Linked DNA regions of Capra hircus: region 2 is linked to region 1. The links are chromatin contacts, called in public Hi-C maps. All regions are on one chromosome and are shown on one strand. The core of a region is the stretch at or near the end of the contact, and the rest is flanking DNA. Distances in the headings are between cores, read along the strand shown.

Region 1 (4,807 bases), core at 1,734-4,233:
GGACTGGGAGAAAATGAGGAAGAAATATGTATTTGTTAGAGAGAAGGGGGATGATGGTAGAGGGATGCGAGAATGTGTGCTGAATGTTGAAAAAACAGGTATATCTGTGTTCCCTCCTGTGAATCTGTTCCTCTTATCTTCTGCAGCTTGTCATAACTACCTGGGAAAGGGTAAGGAAACACCCAGAGCCAAAACCTCTTTTTAGTGCTACCCCATCCCGTAAATCCTAGCTCTTACTCCTTTCCAGGTTGAGGTCCTGATCTCTGTCCTAGAGAGATACGGACTCCCCTCTCACCATGACCACCAGTCACTTTTGCTGCTTGACCTGGAAACTGATCATTTCCTTTGCATATTGAGTGTGAACCACAGTGCTTTGGTTTGTGCACAAGAATAAACTTATGCCCTGTATCTTCTGTTGTCATCTTGTCTCGTTTCTTGCCTAAATCCAGGTCTCCCCTTCATCTTATCTAATTCATTTTCCCCAATCCTGATCTTTTTCTCAGCTCCTGCCCTCCTGTTTTTTACTGTTCTGCCCTTCACCCCAAGGCCTTTTGCTCTTCTCTACCAATTCTGTCCTGACCCCGTGTAGCCACCTCCATTCGGTTCCCTCTGTCTAGATTCTCTCCGTCTCCATCCCCTGTTCCATACCTCTCAGATGAGGCCTAAGCTTACAGAACCAAGACAATTTGAAAAGGCCCTCTAACCCTTTTGCCATCAACATTTTCCAGCTACCTGGAGGAAATAAAGGGAAGGCAGTGGCTGAAGGTGAAGGTGGGGTGAGAGAAGGAAGAGGGAGAGAGAAGGTGGATCAGCCTGGATTAAGACTAATAAAAGAGAAGGCACTGGAAAGCAGGCTAGACTTAGACTTTTGAGAAGGGAAGTTCTATTACTCCAGTTTTACCAGCAGGGGGCAGATTTGTGCCAATAACCAGCCCTATGACCCTGATCTGTCACAAGTAAGCAGCCTCTCAGAAAATTCCCCTGGAGGAGGGCATGATGACCCACTTCAATACCCTTGCTGGGAAAATCCCATGGACAGAAGAGCCTGGACGGGTACAGTGCATGGGGTCGCAAAGAGTCACACACGATTGAAGGGACTGAACGTGCACGCGTGCACACACAGAATTCCAAAGCAAGGGCTCAGAAAGCCTACAATACATATTCTGTCTTCATTCACATAGTAGTTTTGGGTACTCAATCATAGAAGACCAAAATTTTGGTTGGGTTTTTGTGGGTTTTGAGGGGAGGATGGTGATGATGACAAAATCACCTTTTGCTACTTATGTTTTTTCGTCTAACTGCTTTTTTGGGTTAGGAGAGAACAGAGGAAAAGGACAAAAGATGAGGTATCTGGAGGCTAAACTGGTTTGGTCAGAGGCCAAGTAGAGGGGAGCAGGGAGAACTTTTGGCCCCTAGTTCAGTTCAGTTCAGTTCAGTTCAGTCGCTCAGTCGTGTCCGACTCTTTGCGACCCCACGAATCGCAGCACGCCAGGCCTCCTTGTCCATCACCAACTCCCGGAGTTCACTCAGACTCACGTCCATCAAGTCAGTGATGCCATCCAGCCATCTCATCCTCTTCTTCCCCTTCTCCTCCTGCCCCCAATCCCTCCCAGCATCAGAGTCTTTTCCAATGAGGCAACTCTTTGCATGAGGTGGCCAAAGTACTGGAGTTTCCGCTTTAGCATCATTCCTTCCAAAGAAATCCCAGGGCTGATCTCCTTCAGAATGGACTGGTTGGATCTCCTTGCAGTCCAAGGGACTCTCAAGAGTCTTCTCCAACACTACAGTTCAAAAGCATCAATTCTTCGGCGCTCAGCCTTCTTCACAGTCCAACTCTCACATCCATACATGAGGCAAAGTATTGTCTCTGCTTTTGAATATGCTATCTAGGTTGGTCATAACTTTTCTTCCAAGGAGTAAGCATCTTTTAATTTCATGGCTGCAATCACCATCTGCAGTGATTTTGGAGCCCCAAAAATAAAGTCTGACACTGTTTCCACTGTTTCCCCATCTATGTCCCATGAAGTGATGGGACCGGATGCCATAATCTTCGTTTTCTGAATGTTGAGTGTTAGGCCAACTTTTTCACTCTCCACTTTCACTTTCATCAAGAGGCTTTTTAGTTCCTCTTCACTTTCTGCCATAAGGGTGGTGTCATCTGCATATCTGAGGTTATTGATATTTCTCCTGGCAATCTAACCTGAACCTATAAAGTTCAGGATGGGAAAAGGACATGGTCAGGAAAAGTGGATAGCTCATAGAAGGACAAAATGGTATTCTGGGAGCTACAGAAGCCACTTCCTAAGGCAGCTACAGCATGGTGGTGGCTCCAGCAGAGGTGAAACAGCTGGTTGCAAAACCTGAGCAGAAGACAGGAGGATCCAGGGTGTTCTTGCAGCTACTGAGAGAGGGCTCAGGCAAATGACAGACCTCCAGGGTGCTCTCAAGCTTGTGCCCCAGCCCAGAGGCTTCTCTAGACCAGTGTGAATGGGATAGTCCAGAAAATTCTAAGTAGGAACCTCAGAGAGTAAAGCCCTGGCAGGTCAGAAGCCTCTATGTCCTTCTCAGGAAGAAGGATATCTATCCAGGGAGAAGTGACATCTGTCCTCTGAGTAGGCTGAGCTGAGCACCCCAACAGCAAATGGGGATAAAAATGAGGAAACTGGCTCAAGTTTTGCCCCACATCATCCCTGACAGCCTAAGCACTGGATTTGGTTAATTTGGTCCCTTATCCTGCTAAGATCTGGCCCTCCCAGAAGAAAGACTCGCTTTTCCAGGAACTTTCAAAGGGCACTTAAAACATTGTGAACAGAAATTCCCTTCTCCAGACATAGCATCTTAAGCCTTCCCACCCACATGTCCCTCAAGCCCCGGCCTACATTGGCTCTGCATGGCTCTCCAGACACGTTCTGGTTCTCACTCTCCCACTCCGAATTCCTGTCCACCACTTGCTGCCTGCTTCCTCTCTCCCTCTCAGTTTTCAGTTTCTCCCTGAGTGCTTCTCTGGATCTGAGCCTCTAGGTGCCAAGGAAGGGGAGTCCCTGGGCAGAGTGATCCTTGGCTCAGACAGCTTAATGGGAGAATTCCAAAGGCTTTTCCTACCCTTCCCGAGCCTCTGGGCAAGGAGGGCGGGATCTTGGTTCCAGGGTCTCAGTACCCCCTGTGCCATTTGAGCTGCTTGCGCTCATCATCTCTATTAATAACCATGCTCCCTCCCCCACTGCCAGTGCTGCCCCCACGCCTGCCTAGCTCGGGTTCTCTAGTCACAGCAGCTCAGTCTTCCAGAGCTGCTGGACCCCAGGGAGAGCTGACCACCGCCTGAGCAGCCGGTAAGTCTCCAGCTGATGGCCCAAGGGGCTGGAGCGCCTTCTGTCACTGCTGTGTCTGTGTCTGTAACAGTGACCCTTGATCCCAGGGGAGCTGCCCCCTTCCTCCATCTATACTTATTCCCCAGTTGTCCAGTTGAGGGGGGCCACAGAGAGTTGGAGGGAGAAGGACTCCAGAGGGTGGGGGGACTGAGATGTTGGGGGAGACACTGAAGAAATGGGCAGAGGGGTGGAGACTGAGAGGCTGGGTGGAAAATAAGAACCTAGTTGGGGCTGAGAGGAGTACAGGGAAAGTCCATTTAGCAGTTCCTGGACTCCAGCTGCAGCAGACCCCACTAAGCAAGTAGAATTGCAGGTGTGTTGTGAGATAGGACTCAGTAGAAGACAGCATTTTGCTGAGACCCAGCTTCTGTGAAGGAGGGGCTGGAATTTGTATCTTTTTCCAGCTTGTCCCCATCTACTGCCAGGTCCTATGAGTATGTTTCTGTCCTCCCTGAATTTTGTGCTGCTGTGATATTGCTGAATTGATACGCATCAAGGTTCAAATGTCCCCTGACCTCCCTCTGCACTCTGGTTCTAGGGTCCAGTCAGGGCTGGGGAGGGCAGGGGGGAGTGACTGAGAGAGCAGAAGCAATGCTGTGACCTCCCAGGCCATGATCCAGCTGGCCCAAGGGAGGGGCAATAACCTCTTCATCCTATGGAGAATGTTTTTGGCTGGATCTCCTCAATGCTGGCAGAACATTTTTTCTGCTCCACCCCCACCTCCCCACCCCTGCCCTGGGGCTTGGGGGAAAACTGAGAGACTAGAGCTTGGAATGACAGCTCCAAACTGAGAGGCCCATGCAAATAAAAACTTCATATCATGCCAAACCAATAAAATCTGGGTGCATTGCCCTACCTGTAATTTGTTTGTTTTATTCCCAACATAACATTGTATTCCTAAACTCTGCACCATCTCTGTGTAAAACAGCTGAATAGAGAGGTTGGTAGAAGGTAGGAACAGGGGGTATATCTATACTTTCTGCTCTGCTTCCTAAGAAGAGAAGCCATAAAGCAATGGATTTTCACCTTTTGTGTGTGTTTGTGAGTCGCTCGGTCGTGTCAGACTCTTTGCAACTCCATGGGGTGTTGCACGCCAGGCTCCTCCGTCCATGGTCCATGTGATTTTCCAGGCAAGAATACTAGAGTGGGTTGCCATTTCCTTCTCCAGGGGATCTTCCTGACCCAGGGATCAAACCCAGGTCTCCTGCATTGCAGGCAGACTGTTTACTGTCTGAGCTACCAGGGAAGCCTTTTTCTCTGAAAAATCTAATGAAGTGTTTTTCCTGAAAGTCTTTAAGCAGTACCTACTGGGGACACTCACTCTACACCCTGTCCATCCTTCAGCTTCCCCTTCCCACCCTGTCCAGGCTCCATCCACCTCCACAATGCCGCTGTCAGGGACCCCAGCCCCCAATAAGAAGAGGAAATCCAGCAAGCTG
Region 2 (4,458 bases), core at 42-2,541, 110 kb after region 1:
TCAGGACACCTGACTGACAGTGAATGTAATCAGAAACTCCCATCCAAGAAAGGGTCATTGATAGAGCGCAAGAGGAGCTCTGGCCGGGTCAGGAGGAAAGGCGATGAGCCTCAGGCCTCAGGGTACCACAGTGAAGGCAAGCCCCCCTGCAGAGCTTCTCTTTCTTTCTTTACTCTATCTCGCTTTTGTCACACTTCAGCCTGTGGCTTCTTCTCTCTGCTCAAAGGCCTTTCTTTTTCGACTCTGGGGTCTGGGTATCCATGATGGCTTTAAACATTTACAGTTGTTTCATTCTTTGTGTTTTTAGGAGAAACACTGAAAGAGAAGCAGGCTCCTAGGAATGCCTCCAAATCATCCAGCAGCACCAACAGGCTAAGGGATTTTAAAGAGACAGTCAGCAATATGATCCATAGCAGACCATCCCTGGCTTCTCAGACCACCCTAGGACCTCCTTGTGCAGGGAAGGGAGGAGAACAGACCGACAAAAAACCTCCTCGGAGCCTGCCTTTACACTCTCGTGACTGGGAAGTAGAGAGTACCAGCAGCGAGTCAAAATCCAGTTCTTCTAGCAAATACCGTCCAACATGGAGACCCAAACGAGAGTCTCTGAATATTGACAGTATCTTTAGTAAGGACAAAAGGAAGCACAGTGGCTATACCCAGCTTAGCCCGTTTTCTGAAGATTCAGGTGAGAAGATAATTAGGGAAGAATTGAGCTTTTGAATAAAGTTGATTTATATATATATAGCCTGGGGTGTCTGGTAGACTTGGCAAGGTACATTTTTACCTTGAAGGGTAAGAATTTTACCCTCCTGAGTGGCCTGTTGTGGATATGAGCTCAATGAATGAGTCACTAGAGGGAGGAGTTAGTTCTTTCTTGTTTTGAGGCAGATGCTAAATCTACCTCTCTCTACACTGTCCTTTGATCGGTATAGCAAAAGAATTTACACCAGATGAGTCAAGCAAGCCACCTGCCTATGATGTTAAAACTGGTGGACCAAGCCCCCAGTACAAGATCTGGGGCCCAGCACGGCCAGGCTGTCACTTTTTAGAGCAACACCCTCGCCTAATCCAGCGAATGGAATCTGGCTATGAGAGCAGTGAGAGGAACAGCAGCAGCCCTGTCAGCCTGGATGCAGCCCTGCCTGAGAGCTCAAGTGTCTGCAGGTATTGTTTGGCCTTTGAATAGCTGTGTTGTTCCTCACAGAAATGTAAGCCACCAAGAGGCTTCTTAACTCACACAAGCTGAAGAGATGCACTGTCTTTCCCCCTTGTGGGCAAGCAAATGTGCTCTATCAATTTCTGTGGCAACAGCACCCTCTGCTGGGGGAAGAAGCAAAGGCACTTGAGAAAGGGGAGACAACTTTTTAAAAATGTTATATATAAAATAACTGGCAAACTTTTAATGAAAGAATGAGTTAGTGAATTGAAACTTGTATACGATCAGAGAGAAAATCCAGTTGTTGTTTATTCCTGCCTTTTGTTTTACTATTTTTTTTTTTAGGTTCACCAAGGATTCTGTGTCTTATGAAGCCAATGATATTCATCATTCCATAAGATAATGATGACAGCTTAATAGTGGTCATTGCACCTTGTCCATAAAACCCATTTGCTTTATATATTTCAGATCTCCATACATTGTTTTTTTACTGAGTTGCCTCAGAGACAAGTTTGCTAACAGTATAGTTGCTTTGAAAGGAGGGACATCGTCCAAAAGGTTGATAGCTGTATCACCATACTTGCCCACTGCTCTTCCCTGACCTCAGACCCTGTTCAGTTTAACACATGCAAAGATGCTATAAAAGTGTAGGAAAGAGGAAGGCAGTCTATATGAGAACATTTGTTTATTAATTCATTAAAGAAATTTTGTGCCAGACACACACAAAACGTGAATGGGGTGTGATAAGATGGGGAAATGAATGGGTGTTTCGATATTCAGAAATAGTTTAGCAGATATTTTAATGTTAGTTTGGTGCTTTAGGTTTTTGTTTTTGCTTTTGGAGGGAATTTGGTCCTATGCATGTTGCTATTTACCAGCGTTCTGATGCTTTCCTTCGCCTCTGGTTTCTGTTTTGAAGGGATCCAAGTGCTAAGAGGTCAGCAGGGTTGGCCCCTTCCTGGCGTCACATCCCTAAGTCTCACAGTAGCAGCATCCTGGAGGCAGACTCCGCTGTGTCCAGGAGTGGCTGGATGAAGAACCAGCCCCTTTCAGGTAAGTGGAGGGACGCTGGATTTGGACAGCTGGATTTCACTGCCAGTTCTGTCTGGGAAACAGCCTAACCTGAGCACATGTGAAATGAGAGGGCAGTTGTGCTTCGTTCCACCAGAACGTGAATGTGGAGGCGTTTGATCTGCTCTCTCTCCAGGTTTATCTTTTTCACTGTTGTTCTATCACAGCTCTCCTGCTTGCTCCTTTGCTTCTGGTGGAAGCAAGAAGGAACAGAAATATGGTGAACAGTGTCAGGAGCACCTGCTTTCCTCTGAAGAATAAGTCCTGGGGCTTTCCTCGGTGTAGAGGCATCCTCTTGGGAATGGACTTTTTATTGTTTATTTCTCTGAATTGAGATAACAAGGAGGACATGTAGACTCTAGACAAAATTGGGAAATGAGCAGGTCAGAGCTACCCTTACCCCTGCCTCTCTATCCTGCCTAGTATCCTTGCTTGTTTTTCCTTCTTGAACGTGCCTGTGTCCCTCCTTCTCCAAAGAAGCTCTAAAGGGATGATCTGACTCTTTCACACTAGATATATGTGACTGGAAATGCGTGGAAATGTGCTTTCTTTAAGAGAAGCTAGTATTTTCACAAGTCAAAGCTTAAAGATAAAGGAATATTGGAATTTTAGGCATCATACACCAAGCATAGAAATTTGAGGTAGTCATAGATTTTATATCCTATTTACATTCTTCTCACAACACACATATATACTTAGAGTGCATATTCAAATAAGCAAAATGAATAGATCCTTACTTAGAGCAGAAAATCAAGGTAATAACTATATAGTCTCCCCAAGATGGAGACTTTTTGTGATTTTTGAGGGAAGATAATATGTATTCAGTATTGTTTAGTCAGCTGAGGATTTCTGGGATCTGCTTGTCTAACTTAGGAATCAACCTTCTCTGAAAGGTGTGTTTCATCATCCCTCTCTTTTTCTGGTATGTTAGATGAATTGGGAGTCGCATGTGTGGGCAGAAGTTTAATTATGATCTGATTTAATGAGCATCTGAATATAGATTTGTGGCCAGCTCACTAGGGAGATGAGGCCAGAATACTACACGGCAAACTGTAGAGATGAGCCCAGGAACTTTACTGGTTTGACAGCCAGTTCTCTTAATGACCACGGAAAGTTCCTAGCGGTGGCTGGAAGCATGATATGCAGCAGAAATAAAAAGGTCTGAACTCTTTCAGGTATGAGTGAGGGGCATAGACTGCTAACATCTGGCAAAGCAGAACAATGCATGTAGGGGCAGATAATCTCTGAAATTCTGGGCTAGAGTAGGTTACAGTTAGAAACCCATGGGAGAAATTTATTCTTCCTAATGAAATTATAGGTTTAGTTTATTTCCCACATTTTGTCTCATATTGACTAACATGGCTTTGAGATACCCGTGCTCTTACTTCAGCCTGTTCTCCCTTCTCTTTTCTTTAACAGCCAATAGCTTTTCAGTACACTGAAGACTGAATCTCATGACTTCACTGATAGCCCTGATTCTAGACTAGCTGTATAGAATTCACCAACTGGACTCCTCAACTTGTAAAAGATATTTGGCAAGGAGCTAGAATAAATTCCTTATATACTATACTACACTACCATCCTCCTTGCAGAGTAAACTATTTTTTTTAATCTGGTAACTGATCACCCTTTTAAAAAATTACAGAGGTTAACACAAGTCCAACAGTTTGGTAACGTGCGCTGTGCCTCTTCAATTTGAAGGAACTAGTGTTACCATTCGGAGAAGGCGATGGCACCCCCACTCCAGTACTCGTGCCTGGAAAATCCCATGGACGGAGGAGGCTTGTGGGCTGCAGTCCATGGGGTCGCCAAGAGTCTGATGCTACTGAGCGACTTCCCTTTCACTTTTCACTTTCATGCATTGGAGAAGGAAATGGCAACCCACTCCAGTGTTCTTGCCTGGAGAATTCCAGGGACGGGGGAGCCTGGTGGGCTGCCGTCTGTGGGGTCGCACAGAGTCGGACACGACTGAAGCGGCTTAGCAGCAGCAGCAGCAGTGTTACCATTATGGTATATATCTTTCTACATCTCTTTCTATGCTTTGTGTTCTGTGTACAAGTATAATGTTAAGTTTATTGTAGTTGTGGTTTAGTTGCTAAGTTGTGTCCAACTCTTTTGCAACCCCATGGACTGTAGCCCACTAGGCTCCTCTGGCCATGGAATTTCCCAGGCAAGAATACTGGAGTGGATTGCCATTTCCTTCTCCAGGGGATCTTTTCGACCCAGGG

What was found. Hi-C and Micro-C count contacts between places; a contact is called where the count stands out from the background.
Region 2: a Hi-C map of blood shows a contact between it and region 1, with 4 times the contacts expected there. The contact joins the enhancer-like site here to the promoter of MYOZ1 in region 1. A contact is called at or near these places in 3 of 5 Hi-C or Micro-C datasets (blood and liver).

The regions. Positions count from the first base shown.
Region 1 is chr28:16,010,475-16,015,281 of ARS1.2, forward strand. It overlaps MYOZ1 (myozenin-1), which reads left to right and starts at 2,984. Exons shown (of 6, transcript XM_005699214.2): 1 at 2,984-3,329; 2 at 4,736-4,807. The coding sequence starts at 4,754. SYNPO2L (synaptopodin 2-like protein) reads left to right here. Exons shown (of 4, transcript XM_018042200.1): 4 at 1-413.
Region 2 is chr28:16,125,565-16,130,022 of ARS1.2, forward strand. It overlaps USP54 (inactive ubiquitin carboxyl-terminal hydrolase 54), which reads left to right. Exons shown (of 23, transcript XM_018042202.1): 12 at 5-136; 13 at 308-688; 14 at 936-1,167; 15 at 2,079-2,212. Among named protein-coding and RNA genes, the nearest start is that of PPP3CB, 31 kb to the right of the region's middle. Within about 2 kb of position 1,292, at least 4 of the 5 cell types and tissues checked have an H3K27ac peak or open chromatin away from gene starts, as enhancers often do.